Linked DNA regions of Mus musculus: region 1 is linked to region 2. A link is a contact called in public ChIA-PET data. All regions are on one chromosome and are shown on one strand. Each heading gives the region's core, a stretch centred on a gene start, on an enhancer-like site or on the middle of the called end of the contact. The rest is flanking DNA. Distances are from core to core; before and after follow the strand shown. Region 1 holds the start of Trim8 (tripartite motif-containing 8). Region 2 holds the start of BC037704 (cDNA sequence BC037704).

Region 1 (4,505 bases), core at 1,865-4,364, 2.8 Mb after region 2:
TTTCAAACCAACTCTAGCTTATGTCAAGTTGACATAGAACTAGTCAGCATAGCTATGTATCCGTATTATATGGTTTAATTAATAAATTTAAAAAGGACTTGGGGCTTGCAAGATAGCCTAACCTGGCAGAGTAGAATCCCCAGAGTTTATGTAAAAAGCCAGGCAAGGCAGCAGTGTGTGGCATTAATGAGTCCCTTGTAGGGGAAGTGGAGACAGACCAGTGAGAGGCAGGGTCTCCGAAAGGTAGACATACCTGAAGAACAACCCCCAGACAAGGCTGTGCTCCAGCCTGTGTGGGTGAACTCAAATGTGTCCACACACCAGTCCACACACATATAGTTTGGCCAAGGCTTTGGGCTCAGTTGCCTCCACCATAAACTAAATAAAACATTGTGCAAGATAATAGAGGCAATAAACATATTTATATATTTAACAGGATATACATAGAAAGGTAAGCACATCTTGATTCTATTCCTAGCCTCTTTTGTTGTTGGTGTTATTATGTGGATTTATTTCTGCCCCATAGCTAATCCAAAAACAAGTTCTGTTGGCTCTCTTTCCAATATATAGCAAACCCAATGGCTCACAACCAGCTTAGAGTCCAAATGACTTGCTGTGACTGTGACAGGTAATGCCCTGTATGTTCTGGTCCCTACCTGTTTCTCTCCCTCCCGTGATGCCTTCTTTCTGTCCAGGTACAAGTTTGTGCATTTGTTTTTGCCTTTAGATGAGAGCCCTGCTTCCCAGGATGCTCCTTCATGATTTTTGGTATGCATTCAGGTCTGGGTCAAATGTTACTTTTACTTAGAGCCTTTGCGTATGCCTCTTACTCTCAGAAATTATCCTATATTTAAAATTAAAAAAAAAAAAAAAAAAAAAAAACAACGTAGCTTTCCAGACAATTCCCCAGACCTAGAAAAATGCCTCTGATATAACAGGTCTTTGTTATACTGTATATTCATTGACTGACCAACAAACCCTAGATATTTCACAGTTCTTTAAGCGTCTTTTGAATAGGAAAAGGGATTGCTAGCAGGTAGTTTTAAGCTTCAGAGATGTAGGGGAAAGTATCTCAGAGATCCGGCTCCATGCTGAACCTTGGCAATTTCCTGCTCAATTTCTCTAGACATTTGAGCAGACTGATTGACAAACCCCTTCTTTCCTCTCAAGTAAAAAGAGCTATAGCTGAAGAGGCCCAGAAAAAAAAAATGGTCCCACAGCCTGGCAGCATTATTGCCGTTTTAAGGAGCTGGGCTAGAGCCCCTCCCTCATCACCCAATGTTTAATGTACCGAAGTTAGTGCAAGTCACGTGAGAGCACGAAGTTCGCCACGCCTCAAAGAGGAGGGGTCTCGCCTTAGGGACCAATAGCCTAAGCCGTTTCAGGAACAGCCCTAATTCCAGACAGGGGAAAGGGGCGGGGCCAAGAATCAAAGCATCTGTAACAGCACTTCCGGAAAGTACGCCCCTCCCCTCCCCCCTCCCCGTTTATTTCGCTCGTACCGGGTGGGCTGAGCCAGCGGGTGCTGATTAAAGGCGCCGCCTGCCGCTTTCTCCTCGCCTCCCCCCCCCAACGCCCGTCTCCCCGCCCCCTTTCCGAGTAGCGGGACCAGCCTTGATGTAGGGACACCCCTTCCCCCCTCCTCTTCTATCGCCCTTATCCGGGAGCCCCGAGCGCCGCAATCCTCCTGCCTTCTCCCGCCCCCATCTTGCCCTCTTCACTCTGCTTCGAACCCATTGTATGCGGGGCAGCTGCGAACCGGGGCCGGAGACAGTGTGCCCAGTGTGCCCCGTCAGTGGGTCCCGCGGGCCGAGGCTCTCCCCCACCCGTGCTGCTCCAGGCAGAGGCGAGAGAGGCCCTTCCTCGCTGCGCTGGTGGCGGGGACCGGCGGGCCGCACCCCCAACCCCAGCGTGAGCCCCTAGTGTCCCTTCTTAGAGGGAAGAAAGCGGAGAGACCTGAGACAGAAAAAAAGCAGCTTCTAACTGCCCGGCCCGCTGATCATTTTTATTATCGAGATTATTATTAAAAGGGGGCGGGACCCCAGGATGCGGAGAAGGGGGCCAGAGACGCAGCTATTTCTATTAAACAGATTATTCTTGAAATAATACACGCAAGATGGCTGAAGGTGGCTGTGATGAGTGTTCGGGCTGGGGGGTGGTTTCTTCCTCTCCCCCCTTTTTTTTTCTTTTTTCTTTCTTTTTTTTTTCTTTTTTTTTTTTTTTTTTTTTGATCTAAGGATAAAGCTCTGAAGCGACAGCCGCAGCGGAGACCCTGCCCGGAGTGCCCGCCCTCCCCTCACTTGAGAAGCTGCGGGAGGACAAACGGACCCACGGACAGAGCGACGGGCGCGGGCCCGCCCCGGACGCGTCTCCCGGGCAGCGCTGGGGGCAGCAGGCGCTCGTCGTTCTGCCGACTTCTTCCAATTTTAATCTTTTTAAAAGATTTTTTTTTTTTTTTTGGAAAGGATCGGGATGGGTGGAGCAGAGGTAGAGAGAAATCAAGACTTGGCATTTTTCTCCTTCTCTCTCTCCTAATTTGTTGGAGACCACCAGCCCTCCCCTTGGAGGAAAAAAAAAATCCCACCAAAGGGAGGGTGGAAAAGCGAGCTACAGGACCCTCAAGCGCGCGCCCGGACCCCCAGTCCCCACCGCGGCCGCTGGGAGCTCAAGATGGCTGGGCGCTGAGGACGCACCCGGCCCGGCTGGCTCGGCCTGGCCCCGCCGCCGCCGCCGCAGGCTGGCTCCGACCGCAGCCCGGAGCCTTCCAGGCCGGAGCAGAGGCCGAGAAGAAAAGAAAGTGGGGGGGAGGGGTGGGGTGGGGGGGCGAAGGGGGAGGGCCGGGCGGGGGGAGGGGAGGGCCGGGAGCCGAGCCTCCTGTTCATTAGCAGTTGAGAAAAATTCCTTTCTAGTTTGATCAATCCTTGTTTTCCTCAGCGCAGGCGAGGCGCCCGCCCAGTGCGGGGACAGGGAGTGGGGTCTCTCCGCGGCGGGGGCGCCCTGCGCGGGGCCTCCAGGGAGCGCAGAAGTAGCGACGAGGGGGTCAGGCCGGAGCACCTCCCGGGCTTCTCCCTCCCTCCCTCCCTCCCTCCCTCCCTCCCTCCCTCTCTGGTTGCCTTTTTTTTTTTTTTTTTTTTTCCACTTCTCTCCCTCCCCCTTCCGTTTCTATTTGTGAAGGGAGGAGGAAGGCAGAGGCGGGCTGGTGTCTCTGGCCGGGGACTGGAATTTCATCTGAATGACTGCCCCAGCGCGCACGCAGCGCCCCGGAGTCGGCCCGCCCGCGCCCTGCCACCCGCAGCCGGCCGGCCAGCTGGGGGACGCCTGCGCCACGGCCCGGGGACCGCTGGCGCGCCTTGCTCGCCGGCTCCGGCTCTAGCCAGCCTCGGCGCGGCCGAACTAGCTTCCCGTGCCCCCTCGGACCTCGGCCGGGATCCAGGCGAGGAAGGCGCGGCTCGCACCAGCCAGAAGGTAGCCACTGTCGCCGCCAAAGGAAGAGTGCGGCTCCCCCGCTCGGTGCGCCGCGGGGCGCGCCCCGATGTCAGCCGCGGGGCCGAGCGCAGGCCGTGGGCCGCCGCTGCCCTAGCCGCGCTGCCCCGGAGGCGGCCTGTTATATGGAATTTGGACCACAGCGCTCTCCTCCAGGGCTGGTGCCCGGGCCGCGGCCCTGGCGCAGCCCGCCGCCTCCCGCTAGCCACTCGCCAGGAGGAGGAGACGCAGCCGGCGGCGCGCGCGGCGCGAGGACCCAGGCTCCCTCCTCTGGGGGGCGGGCACGCGGAAGGCGCTGGTGACTGAGCGACTGGCGCGGCCGGCGGGGACCGGAGCTCCGGGCTCGGTGGGTCCCCAGCTGTACCAGACGGATCCCCAGGGTTGGGGACTTAGAGAGGTCTACCCGGGCCCCCTGCCCGCAGCCGCCATGGCGGAGAATTGGAAGAACTGCTTTGAGGAGGAGCTCATCTGCCCCATCTGCCTGCACGTTTTCGTGGAACCGGTGCAGCTGCCATGCAAACATAACTTCTGCCGGGGCTGCATCGGCGAGGCTTGGGCCAAGGACAGTGGCCTTGTGCGCTGCCCGGAGTGCAACCAGGCCTACAATCAGAAGCCGGGCCTGGAGAAGAACCTGAAGCTCACCAACATCGTGGAGAAGTTCAACGCCCTGCACGTGGAGAAGCCGCCGACGGCACTGCACTGCGTGTTCTGTCGCCGCGGCCCCCCGCTGCCGGCACAGAAGGTCTGCCTGCGCTGCGAGGCTCCCTGCTGCCAGTCTCACGTGCAGACGCACCTGCAGCAGCCCTCCACCGCCCGCGGGCACCTCCTGGTGGAGGCGGACGACGTGCGGGCCTGGAGCTGCCCGCAGCACAACGCCTACCGCCTGTACCACTGCGAGGCCGAGCAGGTGGCTGTGTGCCAGTACTGCTGCTACTACAGCGGCGCGCATCAGGGACACTCGGTGTGTGACGTGGAGATACGGAGGAATGAGATACGGGCAAGTACACTGAACGCGTGCGAAC
Region 2 (4,495 bases), core at 1,571-4,070:
CCGTGTGGCTCAGGTTCATGTTTGTTTGGATTATGTGCAAACCTGGGAATGTGTGTGGGGCAGGACGTTGGGCATCTTCCTCAGTCACTTCCCACCTTGTTCATTTATTGAAACAGGGTCTTACTACACAGACCGGATTCTGGAACTTGATCTGCCTGTCTCTGCCTCCTGGGTGCTGGAATTAAAGGCACTCAGCGTTGAGACAGGTTCTCTTACCTGGACTCGTGGATTTGCCTACACTAGCTAGCTGGTGAGCTCCAAGGATCTGACTGCCTCTACTTCCCCAACACTGGGATTATATACAAGGACTACCATGCCTGGATTTTCACATGACCGGTAACAGACGATTACCGGAGCCGCCTTTCCAATCGCAATAGTAACATTTTTAAATTGGAGATTATCACACTGCATTCCACTAAATAATTCTATTGCTTCCTCTGATCTGTCTTCCACATGATACTTATCCTGAACACAGCACTCCAGACCCCTCTGCTGTAGTCGGAGATGAGGGAGGTAACTCTGAAGCTTAACTTTTGGATATATAGCTTTCATTAACTCAAGACATCCAACCTACAGTCTCTCTGATAAATGTTTGACTCACTGTTATTTCTATATGTTCGTTTTTACAGCTCATTAGTGATTTCTCTCATACAGGCTTTATTCTTTCTTTTAAGGTAAGTCACAGCACGTTATCTGGGAAACGCTGCTACCCAAGGAACACCTCCAGCCTTAACTCCAGGTCACGGTCTAGTTCTCTCCAGTGGCAAGGACATTTAAAATGCTCATGTTTACCTCAGTCAGGTGCACTTAGCCTGCTAGGAGCTAACCTGGAGTGTACTGAAAACCCTGGCCAACTCAATGCCATTCACAAAAGTTCAGGAACTCTCTCTCCATCACCCAAACTCATTCACAAAACCTCGGGAGCACTTTCCCTAGTTCCTTATCCACTTTACAAATGAAAATGCAAAACAGTACTGAATCCAGGGGCAAGCAGAAGAAAGTGATTTTTGCATGGCTGACGTGGATGCTATCCTAAACGGGAAAGCATCCATCAAAGAGCTGACAGGCCAGTGCCTACACAAGTGGTGTAAAGAAAGCATCGACGATTTCAAGAACCCCCTTGAAGTTACTGCCCTTTCAGTAGCTGGCATCTCGACTCAAGCACAAGTCTAAGAACAGCAAGGAAAAACAATGTTTCCATTTTCCCCCAGGCTTCTTCCCAGAGACCTGACCTGTATGTGTATTAACCGTCCTGCTTGGTTGTGGATGCAGTTGGCTTTACGTCCAGCCCTGAGCGTACCCTGATAATCTCATTCTGTTTCTCCACATCTGCTTTCTAATATCATCACACTTCCCTCCAGCTGTTTTCCTTTTTGTCAAATTCAGGGGCCCAACGAAAGAGACTATCAGTTTCACCTCTGTTGTGTAAGGGGCTGATGCACTTGCTCCCTCAACATAGAATCTTAGTCCCAGCTCAATTTTTACGTTCAGGAAATAGATGGGCTACCAATCTTGCCTCGCAGAGAAACCGAAACCGTTTTTCTTAACATGCCTTATTCCCACATCCATTCCAGTCTGGAACTCTCACTTTTGACTGCACAATGATTTTTTTTTCAACCACTCCCAGGTTAAGATTTAATACGTACTTTTATCTAGCTGAGAGATCCCAGATTCCGGTTCCTGCCCCGTCACTTTAAAGGAAAGACGCAGCAAGGAGCTTGTGAAAGCGCCGACCCGAAGCACATCTCAACCCAAGCTATCGGATAGAGTTCACCGTCTGATTTCATGCCAGCTGGTTTGTTATAGACTTACCTGTGCTTCGGGATCCCCCCCCCCCAATCCCATCCCATCCCTGCTTAGTCCCAATCGGGATCAAGTCTTTGGCTGACAAGATTTTTGCTTCGCCTCACTGACCGTTAGAAGTAAGTCCTGGTTCCTGACTGAGCTCATCTACCAGCCAGGACTTTGCTTGCACGGAGTATTGGCTCAAACCGTGTGTAGAGGTAGGAGCCAGGAAGAAACCTATCAGCTCTGGGTCTCAGTTGGGATTCTGGCTCTAAACAAGGTTCAGGGTCGGGTCAGCCCCAGGTCCGGTTCGCAGCCTGGTCCAGGTCTCACCTTGACGCAGTCGATCGGGTACATCACGCAATGCTCCAGGATCCCTGCCACGGCGCCCGCCACCATGTGCGTGGTGACAGTGGCTCCAGCCGGCAGCGCTTCGTATTCCGGGCCGGACTCCGGATCCAGCCGTACAGGGGGCTGATAGGCCCCCGCCTCCCCGCCGCCGGCCCCCCGGCCCACGCCCCGCTGCAGCCACCCGTCCAGCAGCGCCGACTCCCCGGGGCTCCGCCCGGGCCCAGCAGCTGGTCCTCCCGCCACGCCGCCTGCACTCCGCCCCTCCAACTCCATCCACTTCGGCCAGCCGCGGCGCCCACACGCGCCGCCGCTGCCGCCACCACTGCCGCCGCCCCCCGGCCCCGTTGCGTCCGCCTCAGGCGCGGCCCAGAGAGCCCGGGGCCTCCGGCTCCCGCTTGGCCCCGAGGACACGCCCCCCAGACAGCCATTGGTGTAGGCCCTAACGTGTCTCCGCCCCCTTTTTACGGAGCCAAAATGTATCTGTGTTATTCGTCAGATAGCTTGTCATTAGTCCCGTAGGTCCCACCCCTTCCCCTTTGATCTTGGAAGCGTCTTGTTTATTGGCTCTTGATTGGCGGACTTGCCCGATCGACCCGCCCCTAGCGTTTCGGAGGCGGGAGAAACGTAAAGCTGAACTTTGATAGGCTCAACCGCTCTAGCTACTTTGGCGGTGGCCATTGGCCCGAACCACTTCGTTCTTCCATTGGATGTGGAGAGAAGCGCCTGGAGGACAGGGACCGGCTCCCGGCTGTACCCCGGCGCGGCGTGCGTGGCGGTCGGGACTGCCGGGGAGAGGGGGCGGTGCCAGCCAGACCTTCAAGGTCAAACCGCTGTCGGTTGCCGTTAGGACGCGTGCTCTGGCGTGCACCGGGTGTCGAGTAGCACGGTGCGACTGTTCCCGCGGGATCTCAGGCGGGGGCGGAGTCAGCCCGGACCCTGCGTCCCCTGGCACGGCCCAACCCGCCGCTAGGGGAGATCGGCTGTGAGCCTCGGGTGGCTCTGGAGTGGTGTGCCATCAGCGCAGATCCGCTCGCCTTGGGCCTCCCACCCAAAGCCGCCTAGTGAACCCTCCAGTGGGTGGACCGATGAGCTCTCATTGGGTGGACTCTGCGTTGGGAAAGGAGAAGGCGAAATGGGATGGTTCGGAGGCGACGACAGGTGTCAGGGTCTTGGAGCACCATCCCAATCGCGGCAGAGCAACTGCTGATGCCTGGGAGTGGAGCTTGTTCCGAGACATACACTTGAACTTCGTATCCCGAGCTCGCTTGCTGATAAACTCCACCGGGTCTGATGGCTGTCCGCTCTCTCTCTCCGGGACCGCTGAGCTGCTGCTTCTTGAGAACCGCTCCCCGGTTGTAAAACGATGCTAGGGACGTCTGGTCCTCAGGGCCACTACCTTGAGCAGAAGCGGGCACTGAAGCGACTCTCGAGCCTCAGCCTCTACTGAGGAGCGAGGGCCCCTTTCCGCTCGCTGGTTCTGCAGGCTACCTCAGGCTCCCTTCTCAGCAGCGTGTTTGCACACGCTTCCCCAGTTTCTAGCTCTGCCTTTACAACCTATTTTAATGAGATGATGACGCAATTGCAAACTTTTCCATCTTTTCGTAGCGCTTCCTTAGAACGGTTGGAGGCTTTTCCATTTCCTCTCTAAAGCTTAGCCCTTCGGCGGACGGGTCTTTCAACTAATCTTTGGCAGTAGTTACTAACGTTTGTGTCGTGATCTCTTGGAAAATAAAGCTCTTAAGTTCCCAACCCCATCCCCAGTCACACACAAAACTGCTTTTTATTTCGGGTTTCAGCGTGAAGGAGATTCCGTTAACCTCGGGTTAAGAATTCTTCCCCACATCATATACAGACTTCTTGCTACCCTGCACTTTTCTCTGAGAGATGAATAGATCTCAAAAAAGCCTCCACCCCCCAGTCCTGTTAAAATATCAATTTTCTTCCCTGACAAATTAATGACAATGCCTGCTATATCCCGTCTCTTCTTATCATATTTACTTTTTTATGGTCCTAAAATGATCATCTCAGTTCAATGACTTCTCATGGTGAGAAATAATACTCTACATTGTCCTACAGTGACCCACACCTTAGAACTTTCTCCCCCAGGAAAGACTCCAGATACCAGCCTTTAGATTTCTAAGTCTCTTTCACCTTGCTAGCTACTGAAGTGGAGCATCCCTGGAGGCGGAAATGTTTATTAACAGTCTTTAATACAGTGCAGAAGTTTGCCATTCCAAACTCATTTTCCTCCCAGGGGCCTTCTTTCTGTTTTGCCTAGCCTACTTGCTTGTTTTTGTGGCATTGGAGAGCTAGGGAATGTCCAGCCACTCACTGCAGTGTGGCAGGGTGGTTCTGTCTA

What was found. ChIA-PET counts read pairs in DNA pulled down with a chosen protein or histone mark.
Region 1: an RNA polymerase II ChIA-PET map of embryonic stem cells shows a contact between it and region 2, with 5 read pairs. The contact joins the promoter of Trim8 here to the promoter of BC037704 in region 2.

What each region holds. Positions count from the first base shown.
Region 1 is chr19:46,498,534-46,503,038 of GRCm38.p6, forward strand. Trim8 (tripartite motif-containing 8) reads left to right here and starts at 3,115. Exons shown (of 6, transcript NM_053100.2): 1 at 3,115-4,480. The coding sequence starts at 3,911.
Region 2 is chr19:43,672,358-43,676,852 of GRCm38.p6, forward strand. BC037704 (cDNA sequence BC037704) reads left to right here and starts at 2,821. Exons shown (of 1, transcript NR_045645.1): 1 at 2,821-4,495. Slc25a28 (solute carrier family 25, member 28) reads right to left here and starts at 2,524. Exons shown (of 4, transcript NM_145156.1): 1 at 2,119-2,524. The coding sequence starts at 2,409.